Regions from separate parts of the Danio rerio genome. Here region 1 is linked to region 2. A link is a contact called in public Hi-C data. All regions are on one chromosome and are shown on one strand. Each heading gives the region's core, a stretch centred on a gene start, on an enhancer-like site or on the middle of the called end of the contact. The rest is flanking DNA. Distances are from core to core; before and after follow the strand shown. Region 1 holds the start of nr2f1a (nuclear receptor subfamily 2, group F, member 1a). Region 2 holds the start of si:dkey-172m14.1.

Evidence for each region. A called contact is a pair of places that touch in the nucleus more often than the background predicts.
Region 1: a Hi-C map of an unstated tissue shows a contact between it and region 2, with 4 times the contacts expected there. The contact joins the promoter of nr2f1a here to the promoter of si:dkey-172m14.1 in region 2. A contact is called at or near these places in 1 of 18 Hi-C or Micro-C datasets (an unstated tissue) and 1 of 4 datasets of contacts at active chromatin or transcription factors (embryo).

The regions. Positions count from the first base shown.
Region 1 is chr5:53,814,395-53,821,183 of GRCz12tu, forward strand. It overlaps nr2f1a (nuclear receptor subfamily 2, group F, member 1a), which reads left to right and starts at 1,667. Exons shown (of 3, transcript NM_131180.1): 1 at 1,667-2,801; 2 at 4,098-4,625. The coding sequence starts at 2,369.
Region 2 is chr5:53,095,280-53,102,877 of GRCz12tu, forward strand. It overlaps si:dkey-172m14.1, which reads right to left and starts at 4,365. Exons shown (of 7, transcript NM_001201438.2): 1 at 3,931-4,365; 2 at 3,737-3,778; 3 at 3,126-3,186; 4 at 1,826-1,973; 5 at 1,558-1,654. The coding sequence starts at 4,192.

The DNA of each region.
Region 1 (6,789 bases), core at 417-2,916, 720 kb after region 2:
CTGTTTTCATGCGTGCCTTGTGTTCCCATTCGCTGTCCCTCTCCCTCTCTCCCCTCTCGCTCTCTTCCCTATCTGTGGAGTAAAACCTTGATGGTACACTTACAGAAGTTTCTCTTTGTTCGTTTTAATCTTATTCGTTTCACCTTTGCAATGAACAGAGGACAACAGCGTGTGTTTCTATGGATCTGTTTGTGGAGGGACGGAGAAGCTCCGCGGTCGAGTTGAAAATAAGCTACCTTTTTGTAACTAGAGGGTTTCTTGAACGGTCGGGTATCGGGGTTTTGTTTCCTCTTAACTTCACTTACACAGTTTTGGACTTTGATGCATTGTTTGTACAAAAAAAAAAAAAAAAAAACTTATGGTAAAAATAGGTGATAGGTGATAAAGGCTACTAAAATATTTATTAAATACTTGAATTTTAAACATTGCTGTTTTGTCCGCTAATAAGAGGCCAAAAAGCTTTTCTCCGAAAACAAAAATAAAATAAGCATCTCAAGTGGAGACATTGATAAAAAATAAAAATAAACTTGATGCTAAACAAGTTCCTGCAAAACATAATCAAAATACTTTTAAATCTGATGTTTTTAATAGCCTACTTCACTAAAAAAAATCAGAAACATTCATCCCACCGCGCAATTTGTCTACGAGTTACATTTGGAAACATGCTTTAAATGACAATAAATTACTAATTTTTCATGTCGCTGTAATTGTCTACTGTACGCTAGATGGCAGCCCGATCCAGACATTATAAGTCTGTACAGCGCAGCCTTCAGCATTCATGCTCAAAAAGCCGGTTTCCCTGCGCATTATACCAAAACTTCCCTCGTTAATAAATATGTTAAAACATGGATGGATCCATCGATGTATTTTTCTATTTTTCAATATCATTATACTTTGATTCCTCTTTTGTGCCCTGGTTTACTGCTTGATATGTTTCCTATCACTGAGAAAACATTCCGTTATAGCCTATACTGATATATCCCTCTAGTCAAACTAGTGGTAGTCATCGCGCTTCCCGGTGCTTTTTAATTTAATCGTTGTGCTGAGGATTAAGTGTAATATTGACACGTAAAAGCGAATTTTATACATCGATACGCAATTTCGAGTCGGTGGGCTATATCGGTCTGTCAAATTGCGTTAAACATTAATGGGACCTTCATAGTTCAAATCTGGACGCCGTTACGGTGTTTTTGTGTAATTAAGACTAGGGCTTTGAACAAAACACTTTCAACTTTGTGAGGTTCGCACCAGTCCTTTTGCCTCACACGCATTTGTTTATTTTTCACGTGCGCGTAGTTCGCTCATTGCTTTCATCCCGCTTTTCGCCGCTTCTTTCTGGGGTTTCTTCCTCTTTTTTTGTGACAATAGACGGTCCATTCTAATCGGGTTTCAAAGTAAATAGCAGCGCAGGGGCGAGAGCAATGTAAATTGTGCTTGTCAGAGCCCTCAGTCGTAGGTAGCGAGGAGCGAGGACTCTAACCAATGGAGTGAAGGAGGCTTGGCTAACCTTAGCCTCCCATTTTCTCTCTCCCCCCTCGATGCAGGGTTCTGACCAGTCAGTCGCCTTTGATTATCAGTTGCCAGCAGCCCCTCTCTTGGCTCCTTGACACGAGCACCATATAAGGCGCAGCGATCTCCATAGAAACGTGTCAGTTTCAATAGTAGTGTCAAAGTTCACTATATACAGACATTCGCGCAGATCTCCGTTTCGGAAACATTGCTCCGCTGGTACTCCCGTTAAAACGCATTCTTTTTGGGTCTCTGCTTCTTACATATTCCATTAGTTGCTTTTTTTCTTTTCTTTTCCTACTGGAGAGGTGAAACTACATAGCCAGTCGGGCGACGTTGCTTTTTTTCGCTGGACCAGATGAGCTTTATTCATGAACATAGATAGAGAAATCCGTTCTTCAGTGTTTCCTCCTCTCCAACCGCGAAGACGGAGAGAGGAGCAAGGAAGAAAAAAGAGGGGAATTTATTTTGCACAGCACTTTGGATCTGCGGTCCACCAGAAAGCTATTATTTTTGCTTCAACGTGAAGATTTTGTTTTTTACTGCGGTATTTTTTAAGAAAACTGTTTTTTTTTATATTACGTCTGGGATCGCTTTCTTCATTCACGATTGGGTTCCCGAATGGCTGACTGCAATTTACCTTGGAACTGGCCTCCCGACAACTGCATATCCTGATCGGGTGCCTTTCTATCGACTCCGGTATTTTGAATGTATTGACCATTTTCTGCTTCTACTTTTTTCCCTATGAGATTGAGTGCTCCGATTTGAATTCGCGCTGCCGTTCGTCCAAGACTTCCCTTTTCCCTGCTCCGATATCCGAGCGACCAGTTCGCTTGAAAGCACTTTTCGGGCCCGAGATATGGCAATGGTAGTTAGCGTCTGGCGAGATCCGCAGGAAGACGTGGCTGGAGGACCTCCGAGCGGCCCCAATCCAGCAGCTCAGCCGGCGAGGGAGCAACAGCAGGCGGCGTCAGCGGCACCACACACTCCGCAGACCCCCAGTCAGCCAGGACCTCCGTCCACACCAGGGACGGCTGGCGACAAGGGCAGCCAGAATTCTGGACAGAGTCAACAGCATATAGAATGTGTTGTTTGCGGGGACAAATCAAGCGGCAAGCACTATGGTCAATTCACCTGCGAAGGATGCAAAAGTTTCTTCAAGAGGAGTGTCCGAAGGAACTTAACATATACATGTCGTGCCAACAGGAACTGTCCTATTGACCAACACCATCGTAATCAGTGCCAATATTGTCGGCTGAAGAAGTGTTTAAAAGTGGGCATGCGGCGGGAAGGTGAATATATTTTTCTGAATACATCACACTTGCTACACAAACAGGTTTATTGTTTAAAGCAAGGTTATGCAGACCTCGCAATATTAATATGCAAACGCAAAATACTATCGTATTGAATTATTGCTAAAGAGTGTCAGAGGGCGCGTTTGTAAATACACGCGTATATATGCAAGATCAGCATGGATCTATTATAGTTTTTTTTACATAGATTGGCAAATATCGTATGCACCAATTTCAACTCGCAAATAACAATATATATTATAAAGTCACCCAGTAAACACTGTGTGTGTCAAAAAGAAAGATAAAGATTAAGTGTGTAGCTAAGCCTACGTGCTTTTACGTGTGTGCTGAAAGACGAAAAAGCTAACTACGTTCACATGCACATATAGTGTACCCTATTGAAATAAGAAGCTATAGCCTATGTTTATCTCTCGAAGTAAGATGTACAAGTCTGTTTTCACGCCGTAGCCTAGAGTAAACGTTCAGAGAGGCCTGTCTGTCCCCTCTCAGCCTAAGCTGTATGTGAACAATGGCCTTTACAACTTACACTCTAGTCTTAATAACGAGTAGTGCGAAACTGCTATTGATAATATTTAGATTCTTTTAAAAACTTAACACGTGCCCTTTGTCCTGTTTATTTTTATTCATTTATTTTTTACTTGAATTTAATAATGAAAACAAACTCTTCGTACTCGTTTGTGGACATTTTCACTGTTCCAGAGTTAGTACTCATTATTAAATTGCCTGGAAACGTGTTACTACACGTAAACCTACACATACGTATATTACAAGTATTACATATAATATTATTACAGTATAGCATTTATAATCAGACAGATGTCAGTGGCAGTGAACTAATTCTACTGAAGTCGAGATTTAAACCCGTTTTGTCCACTGTAATGTTTGCTACATGCCTATAAAACTACAAAATAACATTTCAAACGAATTTTCATGTGCGTGCGCGTGTTTGTGGAGACATAAATAGACACAAACACAGCGAGTGAGAGAGAGATAGCTAGCGTTTGTATGTCTCCATATTCTGTCCATATACAAAGGTAAACATTTACCATCCAATAATAAATGAGGTTAGTAGGGATACAAGGACCATGTGAAAAGATTTTTCTTCGAAACGCAATGCCTCACAAATAAATATTAAATATTGTGCAATTTTGTTGCAATTTCGTATATGATAAACAGCAGTCTAGACTGCTCATGCACTCGAAGTAAAGCTTCCACATCAATGATGTTTCTCAGTTCTGGATGTACATTTCCTCTCCCTTTCTTTCTTTTTGTCAGCGGTTCAGCGAGGAAGAATGCCTCCAACCCAACCGAACCCGGGCCAGTATGCGCTAACGAATGGGGATCCTCTGAACGGTCATTGCTATCTCTCCGGATACATCTCGTTACTACTTCGGGCCGAGCCTTATCCTACGTCTCGCTATGGCAGCCAGTGCATGCAGCCCAATAATATTATGGGGATCGAGAACATCTGTGAGCTTGCAGCTCGTCTGCTCTTCAGTGCAGTGGAATGGGCAAGGAACATCCCTTTCTTTCCCGATCTGCAGATCACCGACCAGGTGTCATTGCTCAGACTGACATGGAGCGAGTTATTTGTGCTAAACGCGGCTCAGTGTTCCATGCCCCTACATGTGGCCCCACTGCTCGCCGCTGCCGGCCTGCACGCCTCGCCCATGTCGGCGGATCGCGTCGTGGCCTTCATGGATCACATTCGTATCTTCCAGGAGCAGGTCGAGAAGCTCAAAGCACTGCACGTCGATTCTGCTGAATACAGCTGCATTAAGGCAATAGTGCTCTTCACGTCAGGTGAGTGTGTGAGACGAGGCCTACTCGCAGACATAAGGGGCATTGCAATATGGTACGAATAAGCTTCGGCATCGAAGCTATATCTCACTAGTGGGTCTTAAGCTAGCTTTTTATTTTGGTATCTCTTAGCGCACAATTAATGACGTGTGATTGATTAAAAGCCATTTGCCAATATTTAATGTTTAATGTTATGCAAAATGTCACGTTACTGTTATTAACGCAGTTACATTTTGCATTACTGGTGCTTGCCATATATATATATATATATATATATATATATATATATATATATATATATATATATATATATATATATATATATATATATATATAATTCAATATATAATTCTATATGTTTAGAAAGTATTTAGATATTTTTAGACAATTAAATGTAGATATTGTTAAGAATATTTTTTTCTAAATCAGCTCAAACAGTTAAGTTGACAGCTGCACAGGGCACCACAGTGTGCATACACAAATATAGATCTGGGGCCCTGTCTATTGCGACAAGTTGACTACAGAGGCCTCTGATATTAATAATTGATTTTGAGCTCATGTTATATTGCAAAATCAGTTTAATCAAATTCGCAAAACTATTCATTAGACTATTGCCAGTCTATTTAATGACAGGGTAATTTATAAAATAGTCTTGGAAAAAAAGCTAAACTCCTACTATTTTATACCATCACATTGATCGACACTAAATTACCCTCACACTCCAAGCATTGCAATTTATATTTACAATATACTCTCTTGTTCCGGCAACGGCAGAATATAATTTATATATTATTATATCATTTCAAGCAATGTCTAAACACACTGTTACAATATTAATGTTACTTTGCATGTTATTCGTAGGTATCTATTTAATTGCATTGTAATTTTATGTATAATGTAGCACAAATTTATTAGTTTACTACTTGACAAACAAAATAAATCATTTAGTACCTGCATTTCTTCAAATATTCAATAGAGGCATATATATATATATATATATATATATATCCCTTGGGAGAAAATAAGATGAAGCGTTCAAATTAGTTTTAGTAGGCCATGGCCAGATGGATACTTATTGCATTGATTTTCAAAACTTTGCGTTATTGTTGACTAGCATATGTAAGATATACATTTTTTTACGTAAAAAACAATTGTTTATGTTTCAATCATCTAATCTTTTCCACCGAAATGAAAAGTTGTATTTGTTTCTTAATGACGTCAGTCTCATACTAAACTGTGCTTACCCATCCTAGCAATGTGTTGCTTACAAAGCCTTCACATTTTAAAAGGTTTGAACTTGGTAACGAACCAGTACACTTGATAAGAAAACGTCTAGTCACTTTGCGATAAATCAGGTTTTTCTAATCTGTAAGAAGTGAAATCTGGTTTGTTGGCAGGCCGAAATGTTGCATACAGTTTTGAACTTCGTGTATATTTAATATTTAATAATATGCACAGTTGTTTCTAAAGTGTAAATCGTTAAGTAAACTATTAATAAAAAATATCCACTTACGAAACAAATAACTTTATATTTTGCTATTTTCTCTTCTTTTATAGCAGTGCGTTATGCACATTCTAGCCGCAGCTGAAAGTGGCCCATGAGGTCACATTACTAAGAGATTTTAGCAAGGACTTAGCTCAGTTCAGAAGTTCAGAAGGTTATTGTATTTGACCGCAGTGTGTTCTTGTCCAGTGCAATTAAGTTCATTCTCCGATGCATGTTGCACTCCATGGCTTTAATTTTTCACTTAAAATGAAGAAAACTTAAACTCTTATTTTGAATATCTTCAACAGCCGCCATATTAGAATACTGACACAATACGTATTGGCCGAGCGATAGTCTTGCTGAGGGGACATTTGGCAGCAGAATGAACTCCAATGGTTTGGTTGAGCGATATGCTTTGAAGTGTTGCATCTGTAAACATTTTAACAAAACGCCATTAATCGACATACACTACTCAACCTAATCATTTTACTATATATATATATATATATATATATATATATATATATATATATATATATATATATATATATATATATATATATATATATATATATATATATTATTTTCTGAAATTCTGGCTGTTGTGTGTGCCACAAGTAAGTCCACTATAATAGATGTGATTGTTTCCAGCGGCCTTGCCTCCTCATTCAAACTCACAGC
Region 2 (7,598 bases), core at 3,115-5,614:
TTTAATTTTATTATTATTATTATTAGTAGTAGTAGTAGTAGTAGTAGTATTAGTAGTAAAAGAATAACAGCTTAGGAATGAGCTTTTTGAATAAATGGTTGGAAATGATTGCTTTCCTTTTTTAATCCGATTCATCGATTAATCAAAAAAACAATAGACAGATTAATCGATTATTAAAATAATAGTTAGTTGCAGCCCCACTTACTATATGCTGGTGTTATTATTACATAGTAAAGCAAAGTATAGTGAAGTTTAGCAATAGTAAACATCCTCCCAAACCGTTTTATAGCAAAAGTAAAAGTTTCAATATATTACTACCATGTTTGTATATGGTTATAACTGAATGCAAATCTACCACAAATACAATTTTTATTTTTAAAACGTGAGCACCATTTTGTTTACTGTGTTTTACTGGGCACCGACAGCACGAGGCACATTCAAACTGGCCTCAGGGTGCAAAATGCAAGATTTAAAGATTAAACATTGATTCATCTCCACTGCGAAGAGGCTAGAGTTTAGTATATTTATCATGTTTAATGTGAAATTTGTTGCGTATGTTTCAACACACACTTGTACACTGCTGAATCGTGTACAATCACTCTGCTCAACTGTCATCTGGTCAGGCAGAGGTTGATACAAATACTATTGGATACACAAGACATGTTACTCTTATCTTATTAAATGTGGAAAAGTGTAACAATCAACATGGTGATTACAGCCCCGCCTACTAGTACAAGAGCCAATCATTAATCGCTATATAGCGAATAAAGCCTGTCTTCTATTACAGGAGCCAATCATCAATCTCTATAGATTGACAATACTGCAGGGAAGGGGCTCGGACAAATTTTGAGTTTCTGTAGGTTTTGTGTGATTTGGATGTTTAAAAATGAAACTAAAGAGACAGTTGATGTTTAATTTCATTGGTGATTCCTAATTGAAATTCAATCGTAAGCTTGGCAAGCAGTTTTGGAGAATTTGATGTTTCCCCATTAAGACAGAATGGTCGAGCATACTGCCGAGAGGTGTTTTAAAGCAGCCGCCAAGTAAAATGACTTGCCTTGAGGAACTTTGCTTGATATTAAGTCCTCGCTATGTTTTCTTTGACTAGCTTCAAAATCTAACACCAAACATCTCTATCACTCTCTTATGTCAAGTTTAATTATTATTTAGCCTTTATCCAGAACAGATCTGGCGAGCAAAATAGGTTACGCTACTCTGATTGGGTTTATATTTATCTGTGTTAAGCATACACCATGCTCTGTGTGTGTGAGTTTAGAAGAGTAGCGGAGCTCATTAATATTCATGACACGAGCCATATCATGGACAATCATGGACGTTCTGTTTCTAGGGGTATTTTATGGAGTAATAATTAAGCTTTTTTTTTTTAACTTACTGAAACCATAAACCCACTATTTAGATGTCAAAAAACAATTTCACTTAATAAACCAATGCAGTATAAGGCATAACTGTCAACATTGGATTGTAAAATATAAGCATAACCAAGTTGTTGGCATTACTAAACAGTGTCAAGAGTTTGGACAAAGAAAAAATCATCACCTAGCATGTAGCCTGTTTTGTCCGTTGTTACGGTCATTGACATTTTTCCTGAGCCAAAAAGTTTCATCTTCTTGTCTTCTGTACCAGATTGTGGTTGCTGTATTAAAGACAAAAAATAAATAAATAAATATATTTATATACAAACATATTAAATTTACTCTTTAATAATTTTACAAGCAGAAAGTTTTATATAATTAATAATTGATGACAGTGTATGCAATAAATAATCTCAATATCAAACACTCAATCATAGTATTAAAAATCATACCAGTAAGTGGTCATTGGTCCCAAAATTTCTGGGCGCAAAGTTAATTTCTGCTTGTGCACTTGATGTTGGCTTCCAAGACCTTTTTAGCTTTACCATCACAATGTACTTCACCCAACCATGAAATCCTTTAAAAGTCGGAGGCATATTTCTGAAATTAGGGGGAAAAAAAATGACTGACAAGCACAATGGTGAATAACATGATCGAATATGCATCAGCTTTTACTCAAAGTTTTAACATACATGCATTATAATTTATGTCTTCTTAACTCAACACATGCACCTCATTACTTAAGTAAATATTCTAGAATAATGAACAATGAATATGAGTTACAAGTGCTTTTTTCATTCATTTTCTTTTTGGCTTAGTCTCTTTATTAATCTGGGGTCGCCACAGCGGAATGAACCGCCAACTTATCTAGCACGTTTTTACGCAGCGGATGCCCTTCCAGCCGCAACCCATCTCTGGGAAACATCCACAAACACTCATACACTATGAACAATTTAGCCTACCCAATTCACCTGTACCGCATGTCTTTGGACCGTGGCGGAAACCGGAGCACCAGGAGGAAACCCACACGAACGCAGGGAGAACATGCAAACTCCACACAGAAACGCCAACTGAACCGAGGATCGACCCAGCGACCTTCTTGCTGTGAGGTAACAGCACTACCTACTGCGCCAATGCTTCACCCACAAGTGCTTTTTTTTTGTAGAAGAATATTATAATAAATTGGGTTCATTTTTCTCTTTCATCATATCATGATGGAACCTTGAGGAAAGTAGGATGCAGCAGTTGTATGCTCTTTCATATTTGCTTTGTATATTTTGTTTGTTGACTTTTTATTTCACTACATGCACACATTAAGAGGCCGAATTATTATGAGCCTAAATAACAGACTAAATATGTTGCTGGTTGGCCAGCTGAGACATGGACTCTATAAGACCCCTGAAAGCGTTGTGTGGTTTCTGTTTCCAAAATTATAGATTTTATTACCACTGAGTCTGTTTTACTTATCCAACTAGAAAAAGTAAAAAAGCTAACTTGGTCATGCGCCCTGCAGATAATAACATTACAAACCCCGAGAAAATAGCTCTGATCTCTGATCTTCCTACCCATTGATTATTAATACTGATTGCTTATACCCTAGTCTTAATGTGTGGCCTTGTTAGCAGTTCAAAAATGTTTGTTTCATCTGTGTCTGATCATAATGTTTGGCTCATCTGTGTATTACTCAACACAGAGCAACCATCATTGAAGATGCATTTTAAATGAAAGAAAAGTTTCAGTAGCATTACTCACTGTTGAGGCAGCTGAAATCTGAATGGAAAGACATGACTTCCTGGTTTGATCACTGATCCATCTGAGGAATATAGGACATCCTTAGCTTAGTAAGTCTACTGTCAGCAGCAAAAATGTCTCATGTAACTTTTTATATAATAATTAATTGACCCAGGACCACAAGACCATTCCATTTCTACTAATGTAGTTTTTTTTTTATTACAATATTTGTCAGAGATCTAAAATCTGAGGGTAAAAAATTTTAGAATTTATCCATACTGAGAATTTATCCAAACTGAGAATTTATCCATATTTATATATGGATATATTTCCGGCCCGAAATTATTCATACCCCAAGGGAAATTATTTGAATAATTTCAGGCACATATACATACATATATATATATATATATATATATATATATATATATATATATATATATATATATATATATATATATATATATATATATATATATACACACACTATATATATACACACACACACACATACACACACACACGTGTAACTTCAGACTGGTTTTGTGGTTCAGGGTCACGCATAGCTTGTACTTATTTGTTTAATATTACATCATTTATTAGTGCAAAATATTATTGAAAACTTTACTTACAAGTTTCTCCACTTACAAGTGTGGTATTCTTTTCACATTGTCCTGCAGGCATTAGACCAGTAGCAGTCTTATTATTTCCCAAACTTGTTACACAGATTGCACAGCATACTCCATATGCATTTTAACTGAATTAGCAGCCTAATAACGTTACTCCTAATATAGATGACAGTATTTCGTTTTTCAAGCAATCTCACCTTTCTTCGAGCTGTCCTGGATAAAATATTGCTTTTGTTTAAAGTATCTCTCATGGTCGCTGTAGGATCTTTCGTCATCCCCTGAGCCTTCAGTCCAGCGCACGTCCGCGTCGCCCGTCAGCTTCACAAACAAATTCTCCACGTTTATTTCTTTGGTCACTTCCAGAACAACTCGCCCCTCCACGATGTCTCCATTAGTAAAAGTATTGGTTTCGTTGATCGGGTCATAACGAACACTCAGCTCTTTGATTGATCTTTGCATTTTCCTGCATGCAAGTTCTCGTTCTCGTTTGCCAAGTGGGATTGAATCATGTAACTTAAAACGCAGGATGAAGGCGTGACGCTTCCTGGTTAGTAAAGACCATTGGTAAATACTAAAGATTGCATATTGCGACAAAACATAAGTGTTTTGTGTAGTGTGCGTATTACTGTAACTGTTAGTCTGACGTCACATCCGTTTTCAAAATAATATCCTTTAACAAATTTCGTCATGTACTTATTGTTTAACGTTGTTGTTGTTATTATTATTATCATCAGTATTATTAATATTACTAACCATATCTATGATTACTATCTTACTACGACTGGGCTAACCATTGGCTGTTCTCATTCAGCATTAATTTTAGAAATGTGATATTAATTTTCAGATTATTATCTCAACATTCTTTCAAACAACTACAACGAAAATGGCAAGCTGTTTTAACATGTATTGTACTAATAGAGTGGACGAACTAGGCTAAGGGTGAATTCCAACCTGAAGGGCTCATCCACTTCTTTACTAGTAACCTAAACAATTAAATGTTAGTAGCAATACAATAGTATTAGTCACCACAGTATTTATTCATAATATTTATTAAAATAAATAAATAAATACAGCTACTTGATAAATTCTAGCATTGAACGAATGTATGAATATAATTAAAGAACTAACTTAAGTTACAGTACTCTAAAAATAATTGAAGCATGAAAATAGAAAGGCCTACTAGGCTAAATGTAGTTATGCATTTTATAATTTGCCTGCAGGCTACAAATATGTTTTAGTTTGGTTTTGAATAAGTGTTAGATTCCTAATTGTTTATTATTGTTATCAATGATACATGCTAATAAACTTGTATTTTAAAAATAAGTATTTTTTCATACTTATCTTTTTTTTTTACATTAATTATAATCTCATAATAACTTATAAGAAAAATATTTGTTGCATCAAAGTGTGGTTACCATCCAACAAGCTACGCAGCAAAGATCAGTGCTTAAAATGTCACTTAAATGCACCATTTGACCCTCATAATTGAAAAGAAATTGAGGAGATTAACTGCAAAATGCTCAGTAGGTTGGCTACGGGCCTGTTGATTAAATGTTAAAATGGCTTGCCATATTACCTTTTTTTTTCTTTAAGGAAGAATGAATGAGATTCGACTACCAGCCACAAGATGGTGCTATTATTGCTGGTGTTGTTTTTTGGACTGTTGTTCTAGAACGTCAGTCAGGTAAAGCTTTGCAGTTTTAAATTTCAAGGATATTTTTGTTGTTGTTGTTGTTGTTGTTTCAATAACAGTTAACAATAGATTGCATAAACTTGGAACATTAGTAAAAAATTGAGATGTGTTACAATCTGCATAATACAATTTAAAGAATAAAAAGAAGAAAGAAAAACAAACAAAAAATAAACAAATAAAATAATAATAAAAAATAAGAGACCAGAGCGAAAACTATTTAAGGTTATACATTAAAAACATTTTTTACTTTTAAAATACTTTTTGTTTGTTATGCCCACTAAAGTGTATGACTTATAGTCCATAAGAATAGCTAGTATTGCATCTTTTTCCAAAAATTTACACTTTCCCATTATAATAAAAAAGATTAATAATGTACTGAATGCTTAACTTAACTTTTACCATTCACCACATTGCTTTTAAGACCAACCGCAGACGTCTTTGGTTAAAAGGGAGCTGAATGGAGTGAGGACCTAATTAAAAATGCTGGACTCTGCAGTTCTCTTTTTATATCAGATAATTTCACGCTATGCTGAATCATACACATCACTCATTTTTTGATTGCAGTAATGATTTCAGCAAAAACAGTTAAATATGGTGAATTAAACTGCGGACACTGAATACTAAAAATGAAAAATGAAAGTGTAAGTTCACATACCCTGCCATACAGGTGCAGTTCGCTGTCAGAATGCAGTTGTTTTGCTTGTTGATGATTACCCAGGCCTTGTACAGTTCCGTCATCTTTTCTTGTCTTTGGCTAGGCAGAACCTCGGATTTTACAAAGTTTTGAATCTGGTAATAATAGAATGCAGGCCTTTAACTTCTCTCTTGTAAAATCACTTCATGAGTTTCATGAGATTGTATATTTTGGGCTGGATGCTTGGTCATTTCATCTTATCCAGTATCCATTGGGAGGGTGCTATTGCAGATGGACCTGTCAGACGAACGCCGCTTACTTCAACGTTAATTTTGAAGCTCTACCCCTTTACACTTGGTTTCAAGGGCCAAGGGGAAGGGGTAGGGGAACAAGAATAAAATTGGGATTGGGCCTCTATTTCAAAACAATATTTTAATTATTCCGGTATATGTTTTATGCAGTGGATGCCCTTCCAGTACTGGAAAACACCCATACACACTGTCATTCACACACACACACACACACACTCATACACTACGGTGACTTTAGTTCATTAAATTCACCTATAGCGCATGTCTTTGGACTGTGGGGAAAACTAGAGGCACTCGGAGGAAACCCACGGCAACACTGGAATAAAATGCAAACTTCACACAGAAACGCCAACTGGCCCAACCGAGGCTCGAATTAGTGACCTTCTTGCAGCGAGGCGACAGTGCTAACTACTGAGCCACCGTGCCATCCATAATAATAATTATGCAGCTATGAGACGTAAAAAGTGTACTTAATATTTAAAAATAATTTCATTGTATGCCTCACTCACTGTCACCACACTTTTGTATAATGGTCAATCAAATATTGTGGACAGGATTATGTTTTGATCAAGTCAGGTTTTGCTTTTGGGTCTCAGGAAAGTGGTGTATAATGTTTGTTCTTCTACATGAATTGCATCCTTGCCCAGAGCAAAGAGAGACTCTCTGGTCTTCAGCAGTCTTTATTAAGATTAATGAACAGTTTGACATTTTTAGTCCTCTTCATGAAATCAATGAATGTAATACTCAGCGAGCCAATGGGGAGTGAACACACACACACACACACACACACACACACACACACACACACACACACACACACACACATGCACGTCTGTGTAGCAGTGACTTGCCAAAGGGTGTGTGCTAAATGTCCAAGCAGTAATCAATGCAGAGAAATTAGCTATTGATTGTGTATAGTTTTGTAATAGGTTACCTATGGGTTTGCTCTTTTAGAAAATCCCAATATTCCTCTTGCTGGGAATAAAGGCATAATAACATTGTCTAGCCTTGGCTGAGAGTGTGAAGACAGAAAGTGAGTTGGCTTTCCAGGGTCAAACTCTAATTAGTATAAAGGTCAAATTGGAAATAAACATGGTGCTAAAAAATAATGATGAACTTGGCATCAGATGCAAAGTTCATTAAAAGCTGTGTGGAATTCTGACTTCTGTATTGGCTTTTCAATGAATGTGATCTACATTAGATTCTCTTTTTTAAAACCAAGCTGAC